Linked DNA regions of Sus scrofa: region 2 is linked to region 1. A link is a contact called in public Hi-C data. All regions are on one chromosome and are shown on one strand. Each heading gives the region's core, a stretch centred on a gene start, on an enhancer-like site or on the middle of the called end of the contact. The rest is flanking DNA. Distances are from core to core; before and after follow the strand shown.

The links. A called contact is a pair of places that touch in the nucleus more often than the background predicts.
Region 2: a Hi-C map of skeletal muscle shows a contact between it and region 1, with 5 times the contacts expected there. The contact joins the promoter of CCDC58 here to the enhancer-like site in region 1. A contact is called at or near these places in 7 of 47 Hi-C or Micro-C datasets (fetal skeletal muscle, heart right ventricle, liver and 3 more).

What each region holds. Positions count from the first base shown.
Region 1 is chr13:138,015,510-138,020,514 of Sscrofa11.1, forward strand. No RefSeq gene overlaps it. Among named protein-coding and RNA genes, the nearest start is that of KPNA1, 27 kb to the right of the region's middle. Within about 2 kb of position 3,017, at least 76 of the 83 cell types and tissues checked have an H3K27ac peak or open chromatin away from gene starts, as enhancers often do. A contact at or near this core is called in fetal skeletal muscle, liver, skeletal muscle and 1 more, where this site is marked.
Region 2 is chr13:138,149,999-138,155,003 of Sscrofa11.1, forward strand. It overlaps CCDC58 (coiled-coil domain-containing protein 58), which reads left to right and starts at 2,428. Exons shown (of 5, transcript XM_003358793.4): 1 at 2,428-2,751. The coding sequence starts at 2,536. It overlaps FAM162A (family with sequence similarity 162 member A), which reads right to left and starts at 1,714. Exons shown (of 5, transcript NM_001243573.1): 1 at 1,582-1,714. The coding sequence starts at 1,615.

The DNA.
Region 1 (5,005 bases), core at 1,767-4,266:
AGGAACTCCCATTTGTGCCATATTTTAGATTCTACATATAAGTGATGTCATATGTCATTTGTCTTTCTCTTTCTGACTTACTTCACTTGGTATGATAATCTCTAGGTCCACCCATGTTGCTGCAAATGACATTTCATTTTTTTAAAGGGTGAGTGGTGTTCCATTGTGTATATGTACCACATATTTGTCCATTCATCTGTTGATGGACATTTAGGTTGTTTCCATGTCTTGGCTATTGTAACATAGGAGTATGTCTTTCTGAATCATAGTTTGGTCCAGACAGATGCCTAATAGTGAGATTGCTGGATCATTTGGCAATTAGTTGCCACTTTTAACAAGTCCTATTGCTAGTTTAAATAATAGCATTTATGCAACAGAAAAAAATACAACAGAAATAAGTATATACTTATTTTTCATTTTATGTTAAAATGTGTATAATTATTAAATATGTTCACACCCATCTGTTTGGCAAAAATAAAAAAGTCAGACATTCCCAATGTTAGCGAGGATGTTTAGAAAAGAGATTCATATACTGCTCGTGGAGTGTAAACTGGCACAACCACTTTGGGAAATAATCCATAGATATCTAGTATGTTGGTTTCTGGTAACAAATTACTGGAAACCTAGTGGCTGAATACACATTTATTATCTCATAGTTTCTTTGGGCCAGGAGTACAGATACAGTAGAGCTAGTTCCTCTGCTCAGGGTCTCACAAAGCTGCAATCAAGGTGTAAGTCTGGTTGCCTTTTTATCTGGAGACTTGATTGGGGAAGAATCCACTTTCATGCTCTCTCAGGTTGTTAGCAGAATTCATTTCCTTGTGATTGTAGGAAAAACGGCTCTGGCTTCTTACTGGCTGTCAGCTGGATGTTGCACATAGGTTCTAGAAACCATCTGAAGTTTCCTGCCACATGGCCCTCTCCATAGGCAGTTCTCAGCATGAAAACTCACTTCTTCGGGAGTTCCTGTCATGGCGCAGTGGTTAGTGAATCCGACTAGGAACCGTGAGGTTGGGGGTTGCTCAGTGGGTTAAGGATTCGGTGTTGCCATGAGCTGTGGTGTACATCGCAGACTCGACTCAGATCCCGTGTTTCTGTGGCTGTGGTGTAGGCTAGTGGCTACAGCTCCAATTAGACCCCTAGCCTGGGAACCTCCATATGCCGCAGGAGCAGCCCTAGAAAAGGCAAAAAAAAAAAAAAAAAAAAGAAAAATTACTTCTTCAAGGCCAGCAGGAGACTGTCTAGTTTCGGTCTGCTAAGAAAGAGACTTATATCATGAAATGTAATCATCTTTGCCATATTCTGTTGGCCAGAAGTCAACAGTTTCACTCACACTTAAGGGGTAGGGATTATATAGAGCAACACCAACAGGTGTTGCCCTCTCCCCAAAGATCATGGGGGTCATCTTAGGGTTTCACCTACCTCATCTAGTAAAGTTAAAGATGCAATGTCTTAGGATCTAGCAGTTTCCTTGGACACACAAAGATACGGAAATGTTCATAAGAGTATTGTTTGTAATATAAAAATTATTCTATAATTTAAATTAAAAAAATTTAAATACAAAAAGACATTAGCTAATGAAACATCATGTATGGTATGATAACATTTTTGTAAAAGTGACATATATATAGGAATTCTGCTTCAGCAGTGGCGTGCAGTTGTTGTCTTGAACAAATCCTCCTACCACTAAGAACAAATGGACAATATATAAAAAACATTAAGGCGTTGAAGAGCTACCACAGACAGCAGTGACAATCTGTGGGTCCAAGATCTGGAAGAAAAGGGAAGCCAAGAGAGATGAACCTGATGTTTGCTGTTACTTTTCTACCTGTGGTAATTGCTAATTCTGAAAGCAGTAGCTGAAAAACAGTACAGCTTTTGGTTGTCTTACAGGGTTGAGATGGCTGGGTTAAAGACGAGAAGCCCTAGTAAATACCCCAGACTTTTGGTTGGGACCTTCCAGGGACACTCTAACTAGGAGTAAGGGTGAACTGGAAAGAAACTAGTTTTCACAATACTGAAGTCCAGTTCTGAATAATATTAGCTTCTGGTTGGAATAAAGTGATCTGTCCTCAGCTTAGCTGTGGTCAGGCATCCTTGCCTCTAAATCTCTTAGAACACATTCCCTCTCCCCAGCATCCTTGCTCACACTCAACTCCTAGAAAATACACCTTGGTGGGGAGGGAATACTGACACAGCAGAGAGAGATCCAGGACAAACGAACATTGCATAGCCCAGGATTCAGGTAATGTCCTCTCTCCCACACTTTCGTCATAGTTTTACCCCATCTCTTTCACTTTACTTCTCCGTGGGTGTTTTATATTGATTTGCTAAACCATGTCATGTGTGAGACTTTCTATTCCGTGACCACTGCTTGGCTGGCTTGTCTTTCTTCTTTTGAAGACACTACTTAAAAAGAATTCCCTAAAAAGAATACAATCAAATTTATCAGTAACAATTATTTGTCGCAAATATTCGTTTGAGAGCGTTTATTGAGAGTAAAGCAAGTATGTGTATCTCAGTAAACTTAATGACTTTTTGATACTAATACATCATCAGGCAAAGGTGATGGGAGAGAAATGAAAAAGGAAATACAGAGAAGCTTCCTCAAACGCGCTGCCTGTGAATGCCTTAGACACGAGGCGCTGACTTCTAACATTTTTGTAATAACCCAATAATCCCTCACCCTCATTCATTCCATTATTCATTCAATAAACGTGTATTAGGTAACAACTACCAAAGAGGTGAGCAAGGATCGATCCGTCCTGGAAGAGCTTCGAAGACAGGTTTGTAGACATAACTTTGCAATTCAACCTGAATAGTACCTTTTCATTGTCACGCCGGCATGACTATCCAACCTTTGGAATTAACTGCGAACCTCTTCAACCAGACCTTCTCCCGACCCGAGACTGCCCACTAGTTCCGGGCTAACAGCTAATGCTTCCAGAGAAAGACCGTGGGAAGACTACATTTCCCGGCAGCCTTTACAGCAGGGCGGTGGATGGGGGCGCGCAGGCGCGCAGGCCCGCCCCCGCGCACAGGCGCACTGCGAACGCCGGCAGAGCTGGGTCTCGCTGTGCTGGGTGCGCGGCGGCGGCGGCGGCGGCGGCGGGGAGTGAGGCCTGCTGTGCACCGCCGAGGGACGAGCAGGCTCTTGTAGGTTGTGTGCGGGAGAGGCACGGCGGGCGGGCGAGCGAGAGCCAGCGGCTCACCCCAGCGGCTCACCCCAGCAGTGGCACTGGGATCGGTCGCCTTGAGCCTGGTGAGTGCGAGGCCCCGGCGGCGGCGGCCCCGGCCCCTCCCCCTCCCGCCGGCGGATCCGGCAATCCTCGGCTGGACCCGGGAGAGGCCCCGCGGCGAGGGCTGGCGCCGGCCGTGCTCAAGCTGGGGTTCCTGGGCCTGGGCGCTCACGGCGCGTCTGTGCGTCACGGGCCCGGCGATCCTAGCGGCCGCGCGGCCGGCGGAGGGGAGGGTGGGGGTGGGGAGTGCTGGTGCGTTCGCCCTCGGGAACGCCGGTCGAGGCGAGGCGGGGCAGGGCGGCGGCGGGGCTGGAAGGGGCGCCGGGTACTGCGGGGCGCCGAGGCAGCGGGGCGGAGAGGAGGGAGTGCGGAGCCAGCGCCTCGGCCTGGCGCTAGCGAACAAGCGGGAGCCGGGCGGGGGGCGGGGGTGGGCCTCGCCGAGTGCCATGACTGAGGTAGGAAAGAGCCAGGGTGGTGGTGGTGGGGGGGAGCGTGTAAAAATCCTAACCGAGGTAGCAAGGGACCGTCTTAGGAATTTGTAAGTTAACAGCCCGAGCCGGAGCGGGTGGTTCAGAGGGAGGTGGAGGGGGGGCGGGGGCGGAGACGGACGGCTGCAGTTTACAGATGTCATAACAACATGGGCCTGAAGCGGCTGACAGGGGTGTGGTAATTATAGGAATGACAGAACTTCGTCTGCACACAGCGTGTGTCAGTGGTGATGCTAGGAAAGCGGCGAAGTATTAGATTAAGCTCTAAATGGGAGGAGAAAACCGAAGGGTGATTGGAGTCCGGGAAGTCGTCGAGAAGGAATGTTTTAGGTTTGAATGGAAGTATTTAATGTTCCACTTTTAAGTGGACGACGTCAAAGTACTTGATTTTTAAAGTTTATATTTAGAATGAACAGTTTGAAATTTTTTCTAAAACAATGCTAAATAACATTTCTAACTTTATCAATCCTTTTTTCCTTTAATAAATAGTGAAACCCCCTGTTTCTTAGCAGTGGATGAGTAAGTGATTCCCTCCCCGCCACCTTGTTGCTTCAAGGCTTATTTTTGACATTCTTTTTTTCCTAACTTTTTCTTCTTGTACTTGTAGTATTTTGAAAGTAATTCCCCCTCCATTTTAAAGATTGAAAAGACGAAATTTTAACTTTTCAAAGGAAAGTGAGAATGAACTCTGTTATACTTTCACTGAAATCATTTATTCTTGGAGGGCTGTTTTATGTGTAATACAGAATTTTAAGGTCGAGAACATGAGAGAAAGTAAAGGAATTAACATTTGTTGCGCTCCTTTCCAGGTATTGTGCTAAAAGCTTCTCGTATATTAAAACATTTAATGCTTACAGTAACTCTGAAGTAGATTTTTTTTTTTTCCTATTCTACAGATTAAAAGCTTTGAAAGTCAGAGAAGTAACTTACTGAAGGTCATCCAGCTCTTGTTAAACTAGGACTAGCGTTAGAACCAGAATCCCTGCCATTTTAGGAATTATTTCTCCTCTTGTTTCTTACTTCTTGGTTGTGTTTTCTTTATTCGGTCCATTCATTCAGCTAATACTTGGAGTGTTCCTGTGCCCTGACAGGGGATATAGACACTCTTCCTTTCCTCATGGAATTTATAGTGTAGCAGGGAAGGCTAACAAATAGTGACTGTAAATATTGACTATATGACATTTTATCAGTTATTAAAACTGAGCAGAAACTGAAATGTACCAAATAGCAAAGGAAATTCAAATGGAATCAGACAACGTAAGCCTTGAGTTTACAGTC
Region 2 (5,005 bases), core at 1,178-3,677, 130 kb after region 1:
AAATTAGTTCTTCGAAGCTGAACCAATCAATGAAATCAATCTTTTTTAGTGGAGAGGGTATATGTTTTAAAGAAAGTAAATAATATTCAGTATGAGACATGTTTTCCAGTCCATACTCCACTGAAATGCAAAATAAGCCATGTAAAGGATAACTTTTTTTACATTACTTCAATTACATTTACAATGTACATTTACATGATCTCAGCCAAGTTTGGGGGCAATTCTTCCTTCAAAATTTGAATTAAACAACTGTTTAAGGAATTCCCTTTGTGTTTCAGTGGTTAACAAACCCAACTAGAATCCATGAGGTTGAGGGTTAAATCCCTGGCCTCGCTCAGTGGATTAAGGATCTGGCGTTGCTATGAGTTGTGGGGTAGGTCGAAGACGCGGCTCGGATCCTGCATTGCTATGGCTGTGGTGTAGGCTAGTAGGTGAAGCTCCGATTCCACCCATAGCCTGGGACCCTCCATATGCAAAGGGTGTGGCCCTTAAAAAAGCAAAACAAAACAAAACAAAACAAAAAACTGTTTAAGTAATTTGGTACTAAGGAATCAATCATTACACCTTATCAAAGTTCATAAAGGTGATCAATAGAATGATCTGCCCTGGTGCCCAGAAAAGAGACAAAAGGCAAACACTCTGATTTTTCAGCCCCTACTAGGCAAGAAGGTAAATTAAACTCTAACTCCAAATGGTCACTACACAAATGTCTACTAGGAAAACAAACCGCAGACCCTCTATTTACATAAACTGCAAGAGATTCATTTTCCTTCAAGAGAAAATGAATCTTTTTTTTTTTTTTAGAGCTGCACCTGAGGCATATGAAAGTTCCCCTGGCAAGGGGTCTAATCCGAGCTGCAACTGCAGGCCTACGCCAACACAACACCAGATCCGAGCTAAATCTGCAAGCTTGAGTCAACGCCGGATCCTTAACCCACTGAAGGAGGCCAGGGATCCCTCCTGCGTCCTCATGGATACTAGTCCGGATCTTAACCCACTGAGCCACAACGGGAACTCTTTTATTGTAGAATTATATAAAAGAAATGTGCACACACACCTCATTTTAAGAAAACAATTGCAATTACTCTATGAGACCTTAAATCTCTTGCCTATTCAGATAACGAATGGGTAGGAAACCCTAGACTCCAAGTTTTCTCTGAGTGTAGGGATTAACTCTAGAGATGATGGGGGTGGGAGCAGGCGGGAGACTCAGGTAACCTACGGGACAGGAGGTTACGAAGCTGAACGGATCAGGAAATGGGGGGACGTTCTAGAGATGACAGGTGAGCTCAGAGGGGATGGGGGTGGGGAAAGTGATCCCTGAGCATAGGCTCCTTAACTAGGTGGGAGCTGGGTGGGTGGAGAGCCAGGTGGAAGGGTCACTCGGAGATAGCCCTCAGTGCTTTCTTACCAGTGGCTCGCTAGGCCCCAGCTGTCTCCCACTATTGCTACTCTGGGAGTAGGATTCCAAACTACTTGAGGGGAATGCCTAATAAAACAGAGCACCTAACAGGCCTGAGGAGGCTGAAAGATTCCTTCATGCAAAGCGATTGCCCACCCCCAGCCGGGCCCGCGTCTCACCAGCCGCCAGGCGCAGGCTGCGGAGGCTCCCCATGGCCGCCCACTCCGCGGACCAGCAGAGAGGCCCAGGCCGGCGGTGGTGCGGCTGCGCTCTGTGCTCAATGTCACCCAGCGCTGAGAAAGTAAGGCCTCGAGAGGCACCGGCGGGCGGGGCCTGCGGGATGAGGGGTCGTGCTTTGCGCGCGGGGTTGTGGGCGGGGCGTGCGTGACGCGCAGAGCGTGCAGATCGTGCATGGAGGTCAGACTGTACCTTCTGCCGGCCCGCTGGGCTCCGCCCCGCTTGGCGCCTAATCCTGGACTTGTCCTTAAGAATATTCCTTTGGAGTTTATTGAAGGGTTTTGCAATGTTGCATCTAAGAAAGTACTCGTTTAAAATAGAAACAAAGTAATGTGCTTATTGTAGGAATTTTGTGAACTGTAGATCCCAAAGTCACACTGCCTCGGTAATTCAGTAAGTCAATACATTTTTTTTTTCATTTTTCAATGAATACGTATACGCCTGTATCAAAACTACATAACTGGGTTCCTAGTGACCAGTGTTTTTCACCTCTTGCTGACTTGCTACCTGAGAAATTCACATGTATGCTTCCTATGTTGTTTTCTATTTGCCTATTTTTTTAAAGTAGAAGTAAACACTTCATTATTTCCATACCTATTACCTTATTCATCCTTTACCCCACACTGCCAGAAACACCTTTTCTTTACATTTCTTGGTCGGCCCAAATTCTGAAAAGCTCCTTTGCTCTAGGGACTGGATGGAAGGGTTAAGAAAAACCTCACTTCGACTTTAGAGTTCCCCCTGGGACAACCTAGTTGGTGCGACCCGGAAACTGTTTTCCCTTTTTGTAAGAGAAAGGGATTGGAGAAAAACGATCCCTTAAAGTTCTGGCTTTCTTCGATCCATGTATCTGGGCCGGTTCCAAGAAGATATCTTAAAGGAACAGGAATAAAAAGATGGATAGCAGCGTTACGAGTTTCGGTGTGGGTGGCGAGCATAGGAAAAGACAAAGCTTGAGCTTGGCTGTCTCGAGTCCCCTAGTTGTTTTTGGTCAGGCGGCGCCGCGGACACCTTTGCTCCGCGGTGATTGGCTCGCGGCGGGGGCCTCGTGTTTGTCCAATATGGCGGCGCCCAGTGGCAGTGTGAACTGTGAGGAGTTCGCCGAGTTCCAGGTGATGGGTTTTTTTTCGTGTGGCAGGCGTGCCCCTTCTTTTGTTCTGGGCCCCTGTTCCCTGCTCTAGCTTGGAAGGGAGTGCGGACCAGTTGGGGCAGAATCGGGCAGTTCAAAACTCCTTTTTCGAGCCATTGGAGGTCATGGGGGCACAGCTTGGCCTTAGGGAGTGAGGGTGCTCCATTGGGGTCATGGTTCTCCCTGCGACTCCCAAGCCTTGATTAACTGCACCCAGGAACGCCAGGTGGTTCCTCGGCGGTAAAGCTGAACCCAGGCCGAGTGGGTAGGGGTTTTAACAACATTTTAGCCATCCACTGAACTCACTTCTTAGCTTCTGCTATTCTTCTCCTACTTTAAGTTAAGCATTTGTAGATGAGAAGAAACTGGAGGAGAGGTTACTTTTTTTTGTTTTGTTTTGATAAAGCAAAAACTTGTTTTACTATTGTGGTAGGGCAGAACATTTGGAGCCATGGAGGGGTGATTAATTCTAGTACTTGCTCTGGTTCTCTGCCTCCTAATCCTTAGAGAGAATGTAACATTTAGGAAATAGGCTCTTTTATATATTCAAACGCCAGAGGTCCAGGGCAACTTATTAACCAATGAATTAAAGAACAGGGTGTCTAGATTTCGACCAAGCTACTATGACGTTATCTGTTCCAATGTAGGCATAAATGTGCCACTGCCTAGATAGAGTTGAATTTAAAAATCGTGACTAGGAGTTCCCGTCATGGCGCAGTGGTTAACGAATCCGACTAGGAACCATGAGGTTCCGGGTTCAATCCCTGGCCTCTTTCAGTGGGTTAAGGATCTGGCGTTGCAGTGAGCTGTGGTGTAGGTCACAGACATGGCTTGGATCCCGCGTTGCTGTGGCCCTGGCGTAGGCCGGTGGCTACAGCTCCGATTGGACCCCTAGCCTTGGAACCTCCATATGCTGCAGGAGCGGCCCTAGAAAAGACAAAAAAAAAAAAAATCGTGACCACACAAAGGTATTTTTAACTAAAGATATTGAAAAATGATTGCATGTATCATTGACCTCTGTCGTAAGCATTGTGCTTTGAGCTGTTTTGTAGAGAGTGACATTTTTGAAGATAATCGCGACAGACTGAACTATTGACAAACATTTGGCCGAAGAAGTTTCTTGTTCTTTTTTTTTTTCTTTAGGGCCACACTCAGGGCATATGGAGTTTCCCAGGCTAGAGGTCCAATCAGAGCTACAACTGCTGGCCACAGCCACAGCCACAGCAACACAGGATCCAAGCTGTGTCTGCAGCCTACACCACAGCTCACCGCAATGCCAGATCCTTAACCCACTGAAAGAGGCCAGGGATTGAACTCAACAATCTCATGGTTCCTAGTCAGATTCATTTCTGCTGCACCACAGCAGGAACTCCCAAAGAAGTTTCTGTGGGATCTTTCAACATTATATACCCCTTCTTCACCACTTCAGCTGCTCAGATTAGATCAGCACAAGACAGCTGATTTCAAATGTGATCACAGTGCCCCTATTTGTAAAAATCTTTAAAGATAGAAAAAAGAGTGTTGGTTCTGGAGTTCCCGTGGTGGCGCAGTGGTCAACGAATCCGACTAGGAACCATGAGGTTGCGGGTTCGATCCCTGCCCTTGCTCAGTGGGTTAAAGATCCGGCGATGCCGTGAGCTGTGGTGTAGGTCGCAGACGCGGCTCGGATCCCGCGTTGCTGTGGCTACAGCTCCGATTAGACCCCTAGCCTGGGAACCTCCATATGCCGCGAGAGCGGCCCAAGAAATGGCAAAAAGACAAAAAAAAAAAAAAAAAAAAAAGAGTGTTGGTTCTAAGGTATGTGGAATATTTAAGGTTAGTCAGCCCATTTGTGGCCTTGGTATTGTCACAATAATATTGTGATGTAACTTGAGTTAATGAGCTCAGATAATTGAGCAGTGATAACAGTCAAGTGTATGGTAAAGAGCTCTGCTTAGGGAATTGGAAGTACAGGAGTCTAATACTACGCCATTAACAGCTTTGGGACCTTGAGCTAATCACTTAACCCCTTCCAGAATTAACTTTTGAATCTGTAAAATAAGATTATGTTAAGTAATATTTGAAACTGCTTCCGTCTCTATTTGAATGTCTACAACCAAATTTCACAGGATCTCTTTTAGCTTTAAAATATCCAACAGTGGGAGTTCCCGTTGTGGCGCAGCAGTTAATGAATCTGACTAGGAACCATGAGGTTGCGGGTTCGGTCCCTGGCCTTGGTCAGTGGGTTAAGGATCCGG